2 separate regions of the Mus musculus genome follow, and region 1 is linked to region 2. The links are chromatin contacts, called in public promoter capture Hi-C maps. All regions are on one chromosome and are shown on one strand. Each heading gives the region's core, a stretch centred on a gene start, on an enhancer-like site or on the middle of the called end of the contact. The rest is flanking DNA. Distances are from core to core; before and after follow the strand shown. Region 1 overlaps Adamtsl1 (ADAMTS-like 1). Region 2 overlaps Adamtsl1 (ADAMTS-like 1).

What was found. Capture Hi-C pulls out chosen DNA fragments and counts their contacts.
Region 1: a promoter capture Hi-C map of adipose tissue shows a contact between it and region 2. The contact joins two enhancer-like sites. A contact is called at or near these places in 1 of 484 Hi-C or Micro-C datasets (cortical glia), 2 of 115 datasets of contacts at active chromatin or transcription factors (both in embryonic stem cells) and 3 of 9 other capture datasets (adipose tissue, liver and pancreatic islet).

The regions. Positions count from the first base shown.
Region 1 is chr4:86,194,427-86,199,068 of GRCm38.p6, reverse strand. The region is part of intron 4 of Adamtsl1 (ADAMTS-like 1); the gene reads right to left. Among named protein-coding and RNA genes, the nearest start is that of Adamtsl1, 140 kb to the right of the region's middle. Within about 2 kb of position 3,063, at least 2 of the 459 cell types and tissues checked have an H3K27ac peak or open chromatin away from gene starts, as enhancers often do. A contact at or near this core is called in adipose tissue, where this site is marked.
Region 2 is chr4:86,072,951-86,077,625 of GRCm38.p6, reverse strand. The region is part of intron 1 of Adamtsl1 (ADAMTS-like 1); the gene reads right to left. Among named protein-coding and RNA genes, the nearest start is that of Adamtsl1, 21 kb to the right of the region's middle. Within about 2 kb of position 2,460, at least 7 of the 459 cell types and tissues checked have an H3K27ac peak or open chromatin away from gene starts, as enhancers often do. A contact at or near this core is called in adipose tissue, where this site is marked.

The sequences.
Region 1 (4,642 bases), core at 1,814-4,313, 120 kb before region 2:
TGTGAGAAAACCCATAAATATAGTTATACAGTAGTACTCTTGAGAGCATACAACACAGTGACTTTGAAGAGAGAAGTCAGAGAGGATCTGACTAAGAAGAATCTTCTCAGCTTAAAAAGAGATGGAGAGACAGAGTTAGCACCACAGGGGTACACATGGCTGCAGGGGTACACATGGCTGCAGGGGTACACGTGGCTGCAGGGGTACATGTGGCTGCAGGGGTACACGTGGCTGCAGGGGTACACGTGGCTGCAGGGGTACACGTGGCTGCAGGGGTACACGTGGCTGCAGGGGTACACGTGGCTGCAGGGGTACACGTGGCTGCAGGGGTACACGTGGCTGCAGGGGTACACGTGGCTGCAGGGGTACACGTGGCTGCAGGGGTACACACGGCTGCAGGGGTACACACGGCTGCAGGGGTACACGTGGCTGCAGGGGTACACGTGGCTGCAGGGGTAAACGTGGCTGCAGGGGTACACGTGGCTGCAGGGGTACACGTGGCTGCAGGGGTACACACGGCTGCAGGGGTACACACGGCTGCAGGGGTACACGTGGCTGCAGGGGTACACGTGGCTGCAGGGGTACACACGGCTGCAGGGGTACACACAGCTACAGGGGTACATGTGGCCAAAGGATACATATTGCTGAAGGGATATATGTGCCTATATTTATACCATATTCTTTAAAAGTACTACATTAGACACTAGCTAATTAGAAAGAAGAAAAACCTAGATGTAGGTGAAAATGGTCTCAAAACTAGATTCTTTAGTGAAACTGATTCACAGGAATACATGGCGACCTAAGTCACACCACTCAAGAGTCATGAGTTCAGGGCTCTGTTGCTCAGTGAAGAAAGACATGTTTAACTTCATAGGATTTTCGCCTATAGAGAAGGGCAGACAAGATGGGCAGTGGGCATTAGAATTTGTGCTCTTGAGCATCTCAAACCTAACTGGATTCCCTTCTTAAATGATAGAATTTTCAGGTTTCTTGAAAGATTTAAGTTTCTCTGGAAAATTCTTAATGGATTCTCGTGTCTTTAATGGAACCGTGGGAGATAATTATAAAAAACCCTCCATAATCCTAAAGACTTCTTATAACTCCAAAGCCATGTTTAGAAAAGAACAATTTAGCTTTCTTAGATCCAAAAAAACAATCATACTAGGGATTGCTAAATAAGAGGTGACATTCTTTCTGAGGAACTTGGCCAGAGCCTGACTTCGTGCTCTCCGGGTGGGTTTGTAGACCCTAGGATACGAACCAAGTCAGTTCTAAATGTTGCTTAATTTCAATGTTTAAACACAAATAGCTCTCTGACAGAATTGCTTTATTTTTACGTTTCTCTTCCTTTGTATCAATTCCCTTTTAAGATGCCAAAATATTCTAACTCAATTATTTTTAAAATGTGGAATATTTTATCATCAAATGAAATGTTCTTATTTTGGTCCAAGTAGAAAATTGTTTGCAATTCTATCAGCATAATCATTCCTGACATGTTTTAATCTGTTGATTATGAATAACTATTAGGATTAATTAGAATTTAAATTCTTACCTTCAGATCTATTATTAACAGAAAAGAAAGTAACCAGGAATGTAGAAATGGACTGAATTGTTAAGTATGATGCTAGAACTTTCTGTTCCTTTGAGCATTTTATACTTTCTATACTGAACATTCTTGATCAATTCTTTACTTGGAGGACTCCTACTGACCCTTCAAATTCTAAATTAAGAATCCTTTGTGCAAAGAAAGATGTTTCCAGAATCTAGAGTTAACTTCTCTATAGTTCTATGCTTTTTCAGCCTTTTCTTTATAGATAGGAGACTATGGGTTTGTTCCTGGTATAAATGTCTCATGTTTTTCTCTATAATACAGGCTCTTGAGGTGGTGATATTTTGAGTTAAAAGAAGGCATTTCTCCTTGGTCATATATCTAAATTGTAACTGTTGAAATATAAATGGCAATATAATGTGTCCTGGGAAGACTAAAGAATCTGACATAGCTTAAGTACCCTGTATCTAGTACCCTCTAGTAAGCTCTATCTGCTTTCCTTCCTGATAGCTCCTATCATAAAAATGAGACAACCTAGAGAATTAAAAGACCATGCTAAGGATGGACCAGCACAGAGGAAAGAACCTAGTTCCTGTACCACACTGGGACTGATTATATCTTAGTTTATTTTTCTTTTTGCAAGAGAACATATCTCTGTTAGTTTAAGCCACTATTATTTTGGAATTTCTTTTCTACACCCCTAACTCTGATGGTTACAGAACTGACATGGAGCTTGGTCAGTGAACATATTTGCCTGAACACCAGGCTGTAGATAATTTGAGATCTGTGGTTTTCCCACTATCTAGAAAACAAACTTCCCAGATACCATAGGCTATCAAATAAAAAGCCCAGTGTCAATGTTACTTATCTATGAGTCATTAGTGGGCTCCCACAATACCCACTTCAGTCATTACAGCCCATCGCCATTATTCTTGCCTAGCCTATGGCACATAATGATAAAGATCCTGTGGCTGAAGACACCACATGTCTGAGTCATAAAACATGGACAAATTAAGTTGGTACTGATCTGGAAGTATCATTCCCATTGCTTAGCTTTCATAGTGCTGGAAGATTCTATGTATGCTACTGGGAGAGAAAAGTCTCCAGTAATCTTACCCAGATGTGAAAACTGCAAGTTATAACAATAACCACTCTGGCAAGATATGCCCACTGGCACAATAGCGGCATGGGCGTTATGGGAGTAATCAGCCACTTTCTGCTTGGACTTAAAGCCCACTCCACAAGGGGTGAGTGTGTGTGGTTGTACTTGTGTGCATGTATCTGTGTGTACAAATAAAAAAGCATGTCACAAACGATGAGAGGCCACATTTAAACCCCTGTCCTGACACACGAACAGGAATTACTGTAAAGGACAACGTACTGGAGACTATTTCCCAAGTGCACCTACACTCATTATTAATAAAATGTCATGGAAGGCTATGTTCAGGTCACAGAGTTCCCAGATCCACCCCATTCTGGACAAGACACTGAAGTGAGATAATGTCCACTCACTCTTTTGGCAGCTGCAGAGAATCTTCTGGAAAAGGATGAAAATCTAGCTGAATATTTTGGTCAGATGTAGCTTCATATTCTGCTACTAAATATCAGTTGGAGCAGGGGTCTAGCCTCATGCCATCAAAATGATTGCACAGTATAGCTAAGTTTACCAAATGCTTATTTCAAGTGCTATGAAGTACAATACATTTTAAAAACAATGAAATGTACAGACAAGCAAAATAGCATCAATAATTCTCTGAGACTGACTAGTTTTTTTTTTTTTTTTTTTTTTTTTGAGACAGGGTTTCTCTGAATAGCCCTGGCTGTCCTGGAACTCACTTTGCTGGCCTCGAAATCAGAAATCCGCCTACCTCTGCCTCCCAAGTGCTGGGATTAAAGGCGTGCACCAACACCACCTGGCGAGATTGACTAGTATTAATAACAGTCTTTTGGATATTTATATGCAACTAATAGACAACCTTGTTTGGCTCTTACATTTTAGACACATGATGTTTTGTGTGCGCAAACATACAGCCCTTTTCTTTCTTTATGACTAGAAAATATGAATATTACATTGCCGATGTTCCTTCTCTTATCAAGACTTGCTAAAGTCAGTAGGGAAAGGGCTCCTTAAACAAATACTGCTACCACAGTCGGCAATCCCAGTTGGCTCACTGACTTTCAACACATTTTGCAGATTTTAGGCAGCAGGCCTTCAGTGCATGCTGAAAGGTCTTTCTTCCTTCACTTTCCACAGCTGATAGCAACAGAATAGGTGGAACAAGAGACTGGAATTCTCTAGATGCCGTAATATATAAAAACATCTTGACTAGAAGTCACAGAAGAAAACCAATTCAACAAACCAGTCATTTTTATAACATGAATAAGTGTAATCCATAAGCAGATGCTATACCCTAGATACATGATCTTAGATGGTTCATGCTGGCCCTGTTTCAAATGGTTTCCCATAAAGACCTCAACTGCAAACATCAAATACTGAGCCAATGATGTCAAGCTTTTCGTGATCCAACCCATGAGGTAAGATACTGTTAAATCCTTCTATTTTCAGCACTGGGAAAGACAAATATGGAAAACTAAACTGCAAATCTGATCTGAGCATCTCTGAATTATTTAATCTAGACAAAATTGTATGGGAGACAGTATGCTCTTACAGATATTATACCTCATCTCCTAATTATGCTTAGAAGCAGGGGAGGTATAAAACATCCAATCAGATTCTTCGAAGATTAAGATCTTTACAATAAGATGTATAGCACATATTTCTGATGTAATATAATGGAAAAAAAACCTTTTAAATGGGTCAACAAAGCCAAAAGAAAAACCAAGGTTAGGAAGAGTAAGTCCAGACATGAGGAAACTATATGTATTGCGTACCATGAGCATGCATAGCTTTGCTGCATGCTAAGTGGGATTATGTGCTGTGCCTGTATTTGAACTTTTCAGAATAGAAGAAAGGAGAGCAACTGTGTAAAAGGAGAAACGTATTGGATCATTTCAAAATGTATAGGTGATGTGTTCCTTGTAGTAGACCTAACTCGTGTCTGTATAATGAATGGATTAAAAAAAAATATGGGC
Region 2 (4,675 bases), core at 1,211-3,710:
TCACAGACAGTACTTGCTGCTGGCTTTGGCTCTGGAAATTAGAATCTGGTTCTTATCACAGCTGCACTACTGGGGGGATCTGATGAACTGCCAATGACACAGTGCATAGTCTGAGAAAGGCCTGCATGAAGCCTGTCCCTTGCTACTGAGGAGAGAAGTCAGTTCTATAATAGGGTGCAAACGCTATCCAGGACAAGGGAATACTTAGGTACTACTAGTCTACTGTATCTTTCAATAGACCCTTGCACATATTCAAGATCATACTTTTTACAAGTTGGTAGAGCATCTTACACTCAAGCCTGGAGGGCTAGTGGAAGTATTAAGTAGTTCTGAGGAACACCATGATTTTCACAGAGTATTATATTTAGTCCTCGTGACGAGCCAGGTCATCGTGTGAAACCATTTTACAAATAAGAAAATGGAAGTTGTCTTGCAAACTTTATATGCCCCAATACAGGGGAAACACCAGGGCCAAGAAGTGGGAGGGGGTAGGGAGGAGAGTGGCAGGGGAGGGTATAGGGGACTTTCAGGATAGCATTTGAAATGTAAATGAAGTAAATACCTAATAAAAAATTGGAGAAAAAAGAAAAAAGGAAATGGAAGTTGAATAATGTACAGGAAGAAGGAGAGTACAGCCTGGAAGACAGCAATTTCACCAGCTAGGTACAAGTCAGCTTGACTTGGGCTTCAGATCTTGTCTTTGAACCAGGTATTTTTTTGCTCCATCTGCAAAGGGGAAGCATTGATACTATAGCTGGGGAAGGCGCCTGCTGATCATTTTCCCATGCACTGCCCCACTTGTTCTTGGGGAGGCAGGTTTTATATTCACAGATAGCCTTCTTTATTGCTGAATGCCTTTACATTTTGATCTCTCCCTTTTAAAGATTATGCTAGCTTTAATCACACGTGGATATGTTTGTATGAGCATTTGTACATACACTGGTGGCCTCTGAGGCCAAGGGCATCTGATTCTCTCTGAGCCATTCTTCTCTCTGGCCCCTTCCCCACTTCTCAGAGATTGTATGTCACAACACTGGCACCCATAATATCCTTGAACTTACTATGCAACCCAGATTGCTTTCCATTGCTGGCAGTCTTCTGCCGTTGCCCCTGAGTGCTAGGATAACAAATGTGAGCCACAACTTCCGACTTCCCACTCCCCTTTGAACAGCATCTACTCGTACACAGGTTCATTCTAAAATGACAAGAACTAGTGATGTTGTTTCTGCTTTTCCAAAATTACTTTGTCCTGAGCTTCTTCCCCACCCATGGAACAACAACTTGGAGACAAGGATTGAGACAGTTTCATTTCTTTTAAGGAAACAAACCCCCAAGTCTGCTTGATGTCAAATGCTTCAGTAAGATTTGCATTTCAGAACTAGAGTAAGCAATGTTTTTGTATTCTATCCAAGGACAAGGCTGGATTACAACTCTTCTAGCTGAGAACCTCTGCAAAGCCCTACCAGAACACAATTTCATAGGCAGCTGAATTGAAAATCAATAATTGCTGACATGAACAAAGCTTAGCATTCAAGAAGTTTGCAACTGATCATTCCATGCTTTGAATAAGCCTGTCTCAAAGAAGGTCATGCCTTAAAGTATTTCACCCCTCTCAGCTTCTGTTACTTTAAAAACACAAATTTAGTTAATAGAGGCATTTCAAACGCTCCACTGTGGTATCAATAGAATATTTATAAAATTATGTATTTTCTGATAGAGATTATAAGCCAGGTATGAATAAATATATAAACATATGTATTATATACTCATATATTATCTAGATCATAGCTAGCTATAGAGATAAATATATCATAGATATAGATGTATCTATATACATACATATATATATATATATATATATATATATATATATATATATATATATAGAGAGAGAGAGAGAGAGAGAGAGAGAGAGTCTAGGAGATTTGAAGTTTTTACTAGACCCATCTTGCCAGCCTGGTTTTCTTTGTGCACTATAAAAATTTGTATTATCATAACAATAATAGCTCAAGTATTGAATTCACTCACTGCTCAAGTATAAGACAGAAGGCAGTAATTTCATTGCTCTCACAAAGAGATAGAGAGCCAAGGTACAGTGTAGGATCACCAATTTATTCTTAAAATCTAACATTCCTGTGTTTGTGATCATACACATCATCTTTTTTGCTCATTGGATATCTGTACGTCTTGGAGCTATTTCATCTCAGGTATGAAACAATAGCTAATTGACCAGGAGTTCTAAAAGCAAAGTTTGTTCTTTCTGGCTGTTGCTGCTACTGCTGTTGTTTCCTCCTATACTGAGAAAAGGAAAGCAATCTCCAGTGGACAATAGTATGTAGGCACAATACCAAGAAAAACAGTGGAGAGTTACTTCTAGGGGCTTCCACATATATCCCCACTCCCCAAAAGAGGCACACTGGAAACTCCCCCTCCAAGGAAATTCCTTCCCTGCTCTTTTGTGAATTCTTGAGCTCCTGGTGAGCCAGCAAGGAGTTTCAGTTTCCATTCCCCTCTAATCTAACTCAAGCTCTGTCCAAACCGTGAGTCCAATCAGCCACAGATATTTTCTGCAGCACTGGCAACTTTTGCTGAAATGAATTTACAAAACATCTGTAGTGCTAAGGAAACATCTGAGGCTCTGGAAAGCACATGTTGGGGTTGGAATCAGGGAGAAACATTCCTGATGAAGGGAAAAAAAATAATTTCTTGATTCAGTGAGGGAACTGGAAAGTTAAGAAATTAATATGGCTCAGGACTTGATGGATAAAAGCCCAAATTAGAATTGGTACTAGAGAAATGGGAAGAGATGACTAGCTACCACGCCACTGTCAAGCAAGGTGTCTTGAGAGAACTTGGCCAACTCTTATTCAACTGCCCACTGCCCATGGTGCCACTGCAGTCCAGAAAAGTTTTAGTGAAATGATGCTAAGTGAAGCTTCATAGGGCTCTGGGTGTAATTTATGTCCACTCCAATACTCACATTAGACCAGTTCTCTAGTGCCCATTTCAGTATTAGAGGACAAATATTTGGAATTATTGTCTAAAACATAATCCATAATAAAATATCACAGGTCTTTTCCTTCCTTCCTTTTCCTTCCTTCCTCCCTCCCTCCCTCCCTCCCTTCTTTCTTTCTTTCTTTCTTTCTTTCTTTCTTTCTTTCTTTTCTTTCTCTCTTTCTCTCTTTCTCTCTTTCTCTTCTTTCTTTCCTTCCTTCCTTCCTCCCTCCCTCCCTCCCTCCCTCCCTTCTTTCTTTCTTTCTTTCTTTCTTTCTTTTTTTTCTCTCTTTCCCTTCCTTCCTTCCTTCCTTCCTTCCTTCCTCCCTCCCTCCCTCCCTCCCTCCCTCCCTCCCTCCCTCCCTCCCTCCCTCCCTTCTTCCTTCCTTCCTTCCTTTCTTTCTTTCTTTCTTTCTTTCTTTCTTTCTTTCTTTCTTTCTTTCTTTCTTTTCTTTCTCTCTTTCTCTTCTTTTTTCTCTTCTTTCTTTCCTTACATTTTTGTTTCCACCTTTGCTCACACCAGGTTCTCTTCATTCAGATGATGTGGCTCAATGGCAGGCTCTTAGCACTTATTATAATAAATGTAAAATTTCTGCTTACTTTGTAAGTACTCCGCGTCCTATCAGTAGACGGCCAATTTGCAGCTAATACAGAATTCATGAAATTAGGTCTTGATTAATCTTCCAGATTATCATTCTATATGGCAATGATCTTCCAAATTGAGCTACCAAGCCCTTTGAAGGCAAGGCTATATGTTTCTCAATTACCCACAGTAGTAATTAAAATTGTTATTATTGTCATAAAAGTATTTAATAGATGGAAAAATCCTCTGGAATTTTCCTTTATTTTACATCTTAATTACTTATTTTATTTTTTGTCCCTGATAAGTATATGTAGACTACAGAATAAGCACAGGAAGAAGGAAACAAGGGAAGGTATAAAAAAAGATCTAGTACCAAGATTTCTAGGTATTTTGAAGTTTAAGGATCATCTTCAATTCTCTGGTTCAAGGAAGTGCCATCTTTTTTTTATTCCCCATACTGGAAGGTAACTCCAATGAAATTCAGCTCCAATAGCTTAGAAGAATGAATTTTAAAAAGCAATGGTCTTCTTCATTACTCTATATTTTTGTCCCTTTGTCAGATAGCATTTTACTCTAGGTTTACCTTGTGGCTGTTCCTCTAGGCAGGTTGCAGAGGAAGGGTGGGTGGTGGAAACAGGTTTCCAAGTTTGACAGTTTGGACAATAAATCTTTCAGAGTATCTCCTTCATGGTGTTTAGTAATACTTCCTCATCCTAAATGTAAATCAATCCAACCTATCACCTTCCTTCGTGACTCCAAATCTGAAACCAGGAAGCCCCGGGAAAGGAAGAGATAGACATCAGGAGATTGTCGGATGTCTATAACTGCTTCCTCTCCAGAGCTATTGTCTGCCACAGCTCTTTATCTTTTTCTATGTCTACCAGCAACTCTCCCTCAGCCTCGGAACTCACTACTCCCCAGCCCTCTGCAATCTGGGCATTTGGCTAACTCGAGGCTTCTGCATGAACCTGGAGTTCAAATCTTGGATGCTTGACTTCCATTTCTCCTTGCTTCTGTGAGTCCAGGTTGGTGCAGCAACATTTTTTAGGGGATTTATAATTTAATGGGAAAAATAAGAACAAGCAATCACAAATTATT